2 separate regions of the Mus musculus genome follow, and region 1 is linked to region 2. A link is a contact called in public HiChIP or PLAC-seq data. All regions are on one chromosome and are shown on one strand. The core of a region is the stretch at or near the end of the contact, and the rest is flanking DNA. Distances in the headings are between cores, read along the strand shown.

What was found. HiChIP or PLAC-seq counts read pairs in DNA pulled down with a chosen protein or histone mark.
Region 1: a contact with region 2 is called in an H3K4me3 HiChIP or PLAC-seq map of embryonic basal ganglia, with 2.2 times the contacts expected there. The contact joins the enhancer-like site here to the promoter of Scmh1 in region 2. A contact is called at or near these places in 3 of 39 promoter capture datasets (the C10 cell line, embryonic stem cells and frontonasal cranial neural crest), 1 of 484 Hi-C or Micro-C datasets (embryonic stem cells) and 2 of 115 datasets of contacts at active chromatin or transcription factors (embryonic basal ganglia and oligodendrocyte precursor cells).

What each region holds. Positions count from the first base shown.
Region 1 is chr4:120,245,835-120,250,504 of GRCm38.p6, reverse strand. All of the region lies in intron 1 of Gm36134 (a long non-coding RNA gene), which reads left to right. Among named protein-coding and RNA genes, the nearest start is that of Gm36134, 14 kb to the left of the region's middle. Within about 2 kb of position 1,469, at least 96 of the 459 cell types and tissues checked have an H3K27ac peak or open chromatin away from gene starts, as enhancers often do. A contact at or near this core is called in embryonic basal ganglia, where this site is marked.
Region 2 is chr4:120,404,000-120,409,228 of GRCm38.p6, reverse strand. Scmh1 (sex comb on midleg homolog 1) reads right to left here and starts at 3,881. Exons shown (of 18, transcript NM_001379185.1): 1 at 3,773-3,881.

The DNA.
Region 1 (4,670 bases), core at 220-2,719, 160 kb after region 2:
CATGATCTTTCTTGCTAGTCTAAGGTTGGGGTGTGGAAATGGCAGATATTTCAATGCAAGTTGCATACAGTTTTTTTTTTAACACGCGAGTGTGTGTGTGTGTAATGTGTGTGTGTGTGTGTGTGTGTGTGTGTGTGATGTGTGTTCATGGGTGTCTTTCTGTCTATCTGTGTATTACTGTGGAGGTCAGAGGTCACCCTTTGATAGCTTCCTCTATTGCTCTTCACCTTATTTTTTAAGGGTCTCTCACAGAACTTGGAGCTCACCAGTTGGCTAGACTGGCTGCCAGCGAGCCTCACAGATCCTGCTGTCTCTGTCTCCCCAGTGCTGGGATTAGAGGTGCGCTCCACCATGCCTGGCTTTTGATGTGAATGCTAGAAATTCACACTCAGACCCTCATGCTTGCTCAGCAAACCCTTTCCTGATCAAACCATTTCTCCAGCCCCCATTACAAAAAACAAACTTAGATAAGTCTTTCTGAACAGAGAATGCCAAGAGTATGTATATATACATACATGTGCATGTGTGCGTGCGTGTCTAATACAAGTGACCTCAATGTCCCTGCCAATGGTGGAGCAGATTGTAAATGGTGTGCCTTGAGTTATATAATACAGCTCAAGGCCAAAGCCAACCCAAGGCTTGGGAAACTTCCTGGGCAAAAAGTAATGGCATTTGATGAGAATGGCCTGTTAGTTAATGCCTCAAAATGCCATCAAGTGGTGGGTCAGCTGTTGAACGGGTGCTTGAACTCAGGGCTTCTGACAACCCAGGACTCCCAGAACCTTCTTCTTGCCTTCCCAAATCTCTCAGAGAGAGATCATTTTGCTTTCAGAGGGGAAAACAATGTGCAGGGCTTATTCAAAGTGTTTTGATAACCCCCTACCCTGTCCCCTGGGCCCATAACTCTCCAGACCTTGCATGGGTCTCAGAAGGGACTTGACTGTGACTCACCAACCTGGGCCAGACCTTTCCCTTCTGTTTATTTTTCTTTTCCAGAAGTGGGTCTCGGGTCCCTAAAGAGGAAGGAAAGGGCCAGGCCTGCCTGTAGCAGGGGGTACCTCTGAGTGTGCTGAGACCAACCCCTGATTCTGTTGAGGTAAAGTTTGGTTCTCATGTTTTGGCTCTTGCTCTCCAGCTTGGCAGCTGCCATCTGCATCTGGCATAGACGGGAGCATGGCATTCATTGGCACCACAGGGCCAGGGCTTGCAGCAGCAAGCCCAACAGCCTAACCCAGCCCTGGAAGAAAAGGGTTAACAGGCTGGGGAGGTGGGAGCAGCCGTCATTTGGCTAAGGAGCCTTGTTAATTGATTCCCTCATTCCCATTTGTTCCTGCTAAAGAGAGACAGATGAGAGGGAGCCCGCCAGGCCCCGCTTGGCACCCGGCAGCTTGGCTGGGCACAGCTGTGCTCCTGGCTCTGGTGTCTGTGGGGGAGGGGCGGTGGCAGTAGAGGTGAGGAGGTGGGGCAGTCCCCTGGCAGGCCAGTGCCCTCTGCTCACCCTCAGCCAGGCAGAGATGTCACGAGAACACTTCTGAGAGGCAGGTCCTTTAGTCAGCCTCGCGGCACCTCTTTGATCTCTTGGCCCTGCCTGTCACCACTGGGGCTGGGAGCTCAGTGAGACACCAGAGGCAGCTACCTCACCATCCAGCTCCTGATGGGACCCTGCCAGCCTGAGGCCCAGACAGAGATTCAGTCTAGAAAAGGGTCAGCCCTGGTCTGGCCCGCAGAGTCTTGTGCCTCTCTTTGGCAGGCTGGAATCCACAGCATAAAGCTATTGTCTCTGCCAGGGCCACAGGCTCTCTGCTCAATCCTGATACTCCCTTGCCTCTAGTTCTCCATTTTTGTTGTTGCCGTTGTTTGTCTCCCATGTGATGTATGTATGTATGTGTGAGTGGGTGCACAGCTATGTGAGTGTGGGAACCAGTGGTGGATGTCCAATGTCGCTCAGTTACTCTCTATTGCTCTTCTGTAACAAGGCCACTCACTGAGCAGGTACTTACAGACTGCCTAGACTGACTGGCCAGCTTGCCCTAGAATCTCCTCTCTCTGTCCTCCAGCCCTGGGGTTCCAGTGCATGCCAGCAAGCCCAGCTTTAACACAGGTCCCCATCCTTGCACAGCAAGGACTTTTCTCACAAGCAATTCTCTGCCCCTCCAACCCAACTCCGTCTGCACCTTTCTCCCGCCTCATCTTCATTTCAGCCAAGCTCACTGGTGTTTGAGATTGTATCAAACAGGGCCGCATCACTGTCCCATGAGAGAATGGAGTTTGAATATCACCAATCAAATATGAGACTCAAAGAGTTCAAAGCCTGGTTCTGTCACTTGTTGGCTGCGCACATTGGACAAGACATTGTCACTTCCTTGAGTCTTACTGGCTCGATCACAGCTCTCGCTCGCATCCCACACCTCTATGGAGTGGGCACACTTGGTTTCCTTAAGAAAGAGTTCCCTGCCTCTGGGATCCACCAGAGCCTGTGGGTGGGGTTTGCCATGTAAGATGGCAGTGATGGTGAGATCTATCTATGCGGCTGCAAGTGGCTCCAACTGTTGCTGGACATGTTTTTTTTGTTGTTGCTGTTGTTGTTTTGTTTTTGAAGAGACAGGCTGACCTCAAACTCAGAGATCTGCCTGCCTCTGCCTCCTGAATACTGGGATTAGCGGCGTGTGCCATCACCACTCCAGACTCTGTGCTGAGTGGGCCTCCCTCACATCATGACAACCCTGTAGTTTTCTCTGCTCTCCTTGGCTCTAGGCTGGCCCTGTGACTTACTCTGGCCTGTGACAGAATGTGGTAGGGCCAGTTCCGAGCCCAAGTCTCAAGAGGTCTTGCATACTCTCAGTTGTCCTCTTGGCATCCTGCCCAGCTGTGGTGTGAACAAGCTGGAGCTGTCCTGCTGGAGGAAGAGAGACACATGGCCAGATCCCGCCCATCACTCTGATGACAGCCGGCCAAGGCCCAGAAGCAGAGCCACTTAACTGAGGAGCAGCTGATTGCCGATGCATGAGTGAGCCCAGCCAACAGCAGGATATTCTAGCTGCACTAGCGAGCCATAGAATCACAAGCTTAACCAGTAAGTGGTGGTGATTTTAAGCCATGAATGTTGGGGTGACTTATTATCCAGCGAGAGCTAACTGATACACTGTCCCCCATGGTTGCTGTGTGAGGTAATGGAAGAAAACTAGCTGATGAGAGTAAATTGCCCGGCAGAGAGCCTACTATTGAGCAGAAGGTCAGAAAGTAGGGCCTCCATCACTTGCTCAGGGCACGGAGTCCTGGACCATGGATGAAAGCCTCCTGCATCCCAGAGTGCTCTCTCATCAGAGCTCAAAAGTTCAGTACACTTTCCCTGCCCTTGCCCCATCCGCATCCCATCTCTGTAAGGGCAATAATAAAAAAAGAGGGATGACATTATTGTTTGTATCTTACGAGCTAGCCTGGGGCCAGTCTTTTATATGGCCTCTGTCTCTGTATTCCCACTCAGGTCGGTGACAGAGGCACCGTCACTTAGGTCTTACTTCCATCAGGACATTTAACATTTTGGTACTGTCTATTTATTCTTTGGAGACAGGTGTCATTATGCAGATCAGGCTGCCTTTGAACTCATGAACCTATATCCCAGCCCCCCAAGTGTTGAAATGAAGGATGTGTACTGCTGTGCTTGGGTCACACTCACTAATTTCTTAAATTTTTAAAATACTCCTGAACACTGTAGCTTCAGATACACCAGAAGAGGGCAGCGGGATCCCATTACAGATGGTTGTGAGCCACCATGTGGTTGCTGGGAATTGAACTCAGGGCCTCTAGAAGAACAGCCAGTGCTCTTAACTGCTGAGCCATTTTTCCAGCCCCACACTCACCATTTTCAAGGCAAGCAAACACAGGCTTGGAGATAAGAGATCTAAGGTGTCCAGCCTTACACAGCTGGTGAGCATGAAGACTCACCAGCTTGCCTGGGTGCATTGAGTACGGTGGCACCGGCCTTTAAGTCTAGTAGTGGAAGGCAGGCAGATCTTCCTGAGTTCAGGGCCAGCCTGGGTTACGCAGTGAGACCCTATCAGGAAAAGAAAAGATAGACTGGCCAGCTCCACAGGAAGTGTTGACTACCCTCTACTCAGGCTGCTTTCCCAAGGCAGCTCCACTCTGTCTCTTCACCCTTGCCTTGGTAACCCTAAGCTCCAGGGTTATTCTTAGTCCTTATTAGTAATGCCTGGTTACCCGAACCTGGCGGATACTCGTGTGTCTTCTTGGCACACACAGAAGCATTCTGAGGTTGACTTCTTCCCTTCACCAAGGACGATGTTGTCATTCCTCTGTCTTCAGGCTTGCCCTTCCACAACTCTCCCAACTTCTTTGTAGATTTTCCTTGTCTTCCAGACTCCTTCACACCTCTGGTCAGGGACTCAGCTGACGCCCCTGTAAAGGGCACTGTCTGCTCAGCACCCTCCCCTTCTTTTGGGAATGGCAGACAATCTATGCATCCAGAGTGGGCTGCCATGTTCCTTTTGGACCCTGCCCATAGTCAATTAAGCACAGGCTGGTGTGTGGTTCGAGCCTAGTCAGTTAACATTCTCTCATGTTATGGATGAGAATGTAGGGGACTATTTGTTACATTGAAGTCAAAAGGGTGCTGCTATAATTTCTTTCCCCAAATTTTCTTTTTTTTTCTT
Region 2 (5,229 bases), core at 2,632-5,131:
AACAGTAAAGACAAGAAAATTAGCATTTACTTTACTTATATAAAGAGCCAATTGCTTTTCTAGTGCTTATGTTTTTTATGTAAACTTTGAAATAAGTTTATGAAATAAACTATGAAACTATGAAATAAGAACTTATTTGTATTATTTATTTTTATTTTTTTAATATTTATCAGGGTATTTACAGGCATAAGGTTAGAAATAGCAGAGCCTAGATGTGAATCCTGGTGTTTCTAAATCCAAAGCCTAGACTCTTCTGGATTGTCCCAAAACCATGGGTTAATCTCACTGCTTTATCTAATTGTTTCCTACTTACCTACAAGCAACATAGAAAAATCCCTTTGTCATTATATATGGGCAGAAAAGATTCAGTATATGGTATGTTTCCTTATTTTCAAGACTCAAAAAAGAGTCTTGGTGCAAACAATATTTGATATGAGCCCTGAATAAAAATGAAGAGATGAGAACCCTGCCTGTAAGGAAAAGGTAAAAACCCTGACTTATCCACTCCTGCATTTAAAAGTCCTCCTCTGAGGTTTGTGCCATCTGGCAGTACCACTTTCTGCCCGACTGCCTCCTGTGTCATCTACCACCTCAATTAATCCTTTATCTTTACTGCACCTGGGTCACAATCTTCCTCTTTTCCTCATCCCATCATCCTAAATCACTCTGCTGTCCTCACAGCTCCGCCACACTCCACTTCAATGACCTTCGCTTCTGCTGTATTTCACTTAGCTTTCCCGCACACACATATATATATCCCGCACACACATATACATGCATATCTAGTTGTCACCTAGAACAGGTCCACATCAGACTTTATTATTTATAATAATAAACTAATATTTTATGTCCTAACCACAATTTATTTTCTTCCACATTACTTCCATTATTTGTCCCCTGGTCTAACTCAAAAAATTGCTAAATCTAAAAATAAGAATAAAATAAACCCATCTCCAAGTGTTTCCTGTTTCAATTAATGACACCCTCCTCCTATGGTTATCCAAGCCTAAGACCTGAATACAACATGAATTATTCCCTCATACACATAAGACCTCATAAGCTTTCTCAAACTCATTTCTTACTTTTTCATCTCTGTAACCATTTTTAATGTTACTTCAACCATGTCTACTTTTTTTTAAAGTAAGCCTTCAGTGATTAAAGAACATCCCCCACTGAATTAATTTCACAATATTTATATATACAAGGTCCACCATGACACAGTCTTTGCCTGGCTGGACCTTCATAATTTACTATATTTTATCTCTACCGTTACATTATTGGCAGTCACAAAGTGTTGTGGGTTTTGTGGGGGTCAATCCTTTTCTCTTACTTTTCCTTTATTTGTTCTATTTTCTCTAAGGCATATTCTACTCCTCTTGGCCCCCTCATCACCAGAGCCTAGGCTCATCCCTCCCCATAGCCTTCCCTCAAAGCCTGGCTAGTTCAAAAGCCCTCACTCTCCATGCAGTGCTTAACTTTTATTGAGCTAGCCTGTGTAAGCACCACATTGGTCCAGCTCCACAATGTTACAAATGTCCCACTTATCTGTGTGTCCAGTCTACACCATACATAACTCAATGCCTGACACATGGTAGTATATAAGTATAAAGGTTACAATACAGCAAGTTTAAATTTCATTGTAATGTTCATATCAGAGTTTTCCCAGTTTTGAATCCTTACCCTGGAGGGTGCAGTTCTGTACAGAATGGCACCATATAATTCTTTAACAAGTTACACAAAAGTGAAACAGTATTTGCACAAACTAACATTCCAGAAATTAAAATCTGACATGTGTGGAGCTGGTGAGATAGCTCAATGTTTAAGATCATGTATCTCTCTTCCAGAGGAACCAAGCCTAGCTCTTAGCACCCAACTGTTATCTTACAACTCTCTATAACTCCAGTTGTAGAGAAATCTTATTCCTCTAGCCTCCATGGGCGCGCGCGCACACACACACACACACAATTAAAAAGCAACACCTTTAAAATTTTGACTTATGTGCTACAAACTTAAAAACCACTAACCAATTCAAAAAACAAAGACATAAGTACAAAGATAAACACAGTTCTGACTGCTGGTATGCGCTTGCCTTAGTTACAAAAACAGTGAAACTTTGCTCAGATCTTGAATGAGGTCCCAGCCACAGATCTTAGCATTTTATCTACAAAGCCATCACTTCCCTAATGGGCTTAAGAAATTACTTGTTTGCAGGGATGCTTAGGCAAAGGTCTAAAAAACTAATAAAAGATCCGTTTTAAGTACTTTAACCCTACGTACCACCAAGGCTAAGAATTAAACTTTAAAAAAAAAAAAAGGAAAAAAAAGGAATGCTTTTTTAATGAGCAACAGAAAGTGTTTTTTTCACAGCAAGTTGAGGCCTTCTGCTGGCAGGGAAAAAAAGCAGAGTTCATTGTCATAAGGCAGTTCTCTCTCCAAGCAAATATTAAATTGCAGTTTGGCACCAATCTAGGTCTCAGTCCTTTTTAGAGCAAAAATAATAAGCTCTTTTATCTGCATGATATATTACACTGTACAATCTTTTGATATACATTAGCTCACTTGATGAAGTGTTCAATTTTTCAAAGGAAGAGAAACCACAAAACAGGATGATCTCTTTTAGCTTGGGGGAACACATGCTACTACTATACAGCTTTTCCCTCTCCCCTCCCTACCCCCACCCGCTAAGTTCAACGCAGTACGAAAATGAGGAAGGGAGAGTACTTTTTATTTAAGGTCAGTCCTTTAGGGTCAAAGCTCTTCCCTTAGAAATGATTGAGCTTGGTCTCTCTGCTCACAAGAAGCTCTTCTGTGGGGGCAATATGGGCAAACCAGTGCTCATCAAAGGAGCGGATCAAAGACCAGAGTAAAGAAAAAGACTAAAGGAATTGGGAGTTAGCCAAAATAAGACTCAGGGGACACGATTACTATCTTCACTCTTAACAGCTGCCCAAGAGGAAACGAAGCAGAAAGACGAGAGACAGCCGTTCCTTTCTACCTATAACCAAATCCATCCAGGACCAGACTGGACGGCCTTACTTTAGAAAGGTTATTAGGACTAGGACGGAGAGCCGTCCTAAAAGGTTCGCCAAATTATTAGGGTATTATTTGGAATTTTTAAAGATAACTTCCTTCCCGAATAGGATAAGAGTAGGGGGAGCCTGGATGACTCTCAGATCTCTTCGCTTTGGGGTATGTTTTGGGGTTCACCTATCTACTAGGGAACTCCTTCCCCTGCTGTGCTCTAAGGTTGTCCGCCGTTCCCTGTCTCAGGTTCGAAACCTTCTGTAGCCGCCGGGTGTTTGCCCGGCTCCAGGCAGGTGACACAAGTGAGTCTCCCCCACCCCGCCCCCAGCCCCGGGACCCCTGAAGAAAGCTCCAAGCCCACTGTGTTCACGACCCCCGGTGCTCCGCTGCTGGGACCCAGGCGAATCTCTCTGGCGACGCGTCCCAGCAGCCCGAAAGAGCCCCCGCACTGGGCCCGAGCCAGGCTTCCCGGTTCCGCCCCAAGCCCTGCTCCCCGCTCGGAAGGGGCCCTGTGCGGGGACTCGCGCGCCGCGCCCCCGACCGACCCCGACGCGTCAGGCCGCCGCCGGACACTGGGCCCGAGCAGATGCGGCGCAGGCCGCCGGGGTTCTGGCCGGGTTGACACGGCCGCCGGAGGGCCGCGGACACAGACACCAGGGTCACCGGGCGGGGACTCGCTCCAGCCCGTGGCCGTAAGGCGGGCCTTGAGGGGCCCGGACCGGGCCGGGGGTGGCAGTGAGGCGCTTACCTGAGGGCGACAGCGGCGCGGGGCGCGGGCGGCTCACTCCCATCCAGCCGCCATGTTTCCGCTGCGCAGGGAGCGAGCGAGGACGCCGGCAGGGGCGGGCGACGGCTCTGGAGAGCGGCTCGGCTGAGGCGGCGGCGGGAGGCGGGGGGCTCCACCGAGGCGGCGGCGGCGGCGGCGGCGGCGGCCGAGGGGCGGGGGGCGGGGGCGAGAGCTGCCCAGCCCCGCCCGCCAGAGACTCCTGCCGCGAGGTGGCGCGCGCCGCGGCCGTTGGGTTCTCTCGCGCGCGCGCGCGGGGCGGCGGGAAGGGGCGACCCCTCGCGCCTTCCCCCCGCCTCGCGACCGCCAGCCCTAAAAAAAAAAAAAAAAAAAAAAAAAAAAAAAAAAAAGCCGCGACCCACTGGATTGCTCGCGTCTCCCAGACAAGTGAATGACGTCCTCTGAGGTCCCAGGTTCGAATCCCGTCGGCCCTCAGCCCCCACCCAGCTGGTGGCCGGCTGTGGAGTAATCTTAAAAGAGTTCCTTCGCACCTTTAGTCTTTCCAATGCGCAGGCGGGAGGAAAACTACTATGAGGAGAAAACCAGTGCGCCCCAAAAGGTGCAACAAGACTAACAAAAGCAGGCCTTCACTTTTGCCCCGTAGTAGGCTTTGAATGTTAGCGTGCTAGGTACTACAGTGGCTAGGGTCCTTCCAATGATGCTACCCCACCCCACACACAATTGTGTCTCAAGAACGTTATGTTTTAGCCCGCGGAAACTGAAGTTCATGGGGGTGGGGGGGAGAGCTACGTCTCCAAGATCACACAATTTTACTGGCTGTGCTCTTGCCTGGAGGTCAGGTGTTAAGGGAAATGCTGGTTGATTTTTATCAGCCTGAAACAAATCTACTCTTATCTCAGAAGGTGGAATCTCAGTTGCATAACAGTCTCCATCAGAATGGCCTATAGGCAAAGTCTGGGTGGGCATTTTCTTGTCTAATGATTGATGTGGGAGGTGCTACCCCTGGGCAGAGGTGGTCCTAGGTGGTATAAAGAGAGGCCAATAAAGGATGTTGCTCCATAGCCTAGCTTCATTTCCTGTCTCCCTGTTGCTGTTCTCACCTCCCTCAGAGATGAACAATGTTGTGGAAGTGTAAGCCAAATAAACCATTTCCTCTCCCAGGTTGCTTTTGGTAGGGGTCTTTATCACAGCTATGGAACTCACACCAGAACCAGAGAGTTCCGGGAAAGCAGCCCTTACTTAGCCCGAAGCTCATTCAATCTGGTTCCTAGAGGAAGCTGCAAAGAAAGGCTTCTCAGGATGAGGAGAGACTGAGAGCAAAGGTGTGGCAGGGATGGCTATCAAGAGTCTGAGAGGCTCTGGGAATCTGGTGGTGATGCTGTTAATGTTAGAGAATGAAGGGAAGCCAAAGCACGGCAGATCCTTGCACATCTACACTAGAACTTCAATTTTTTTTCCTC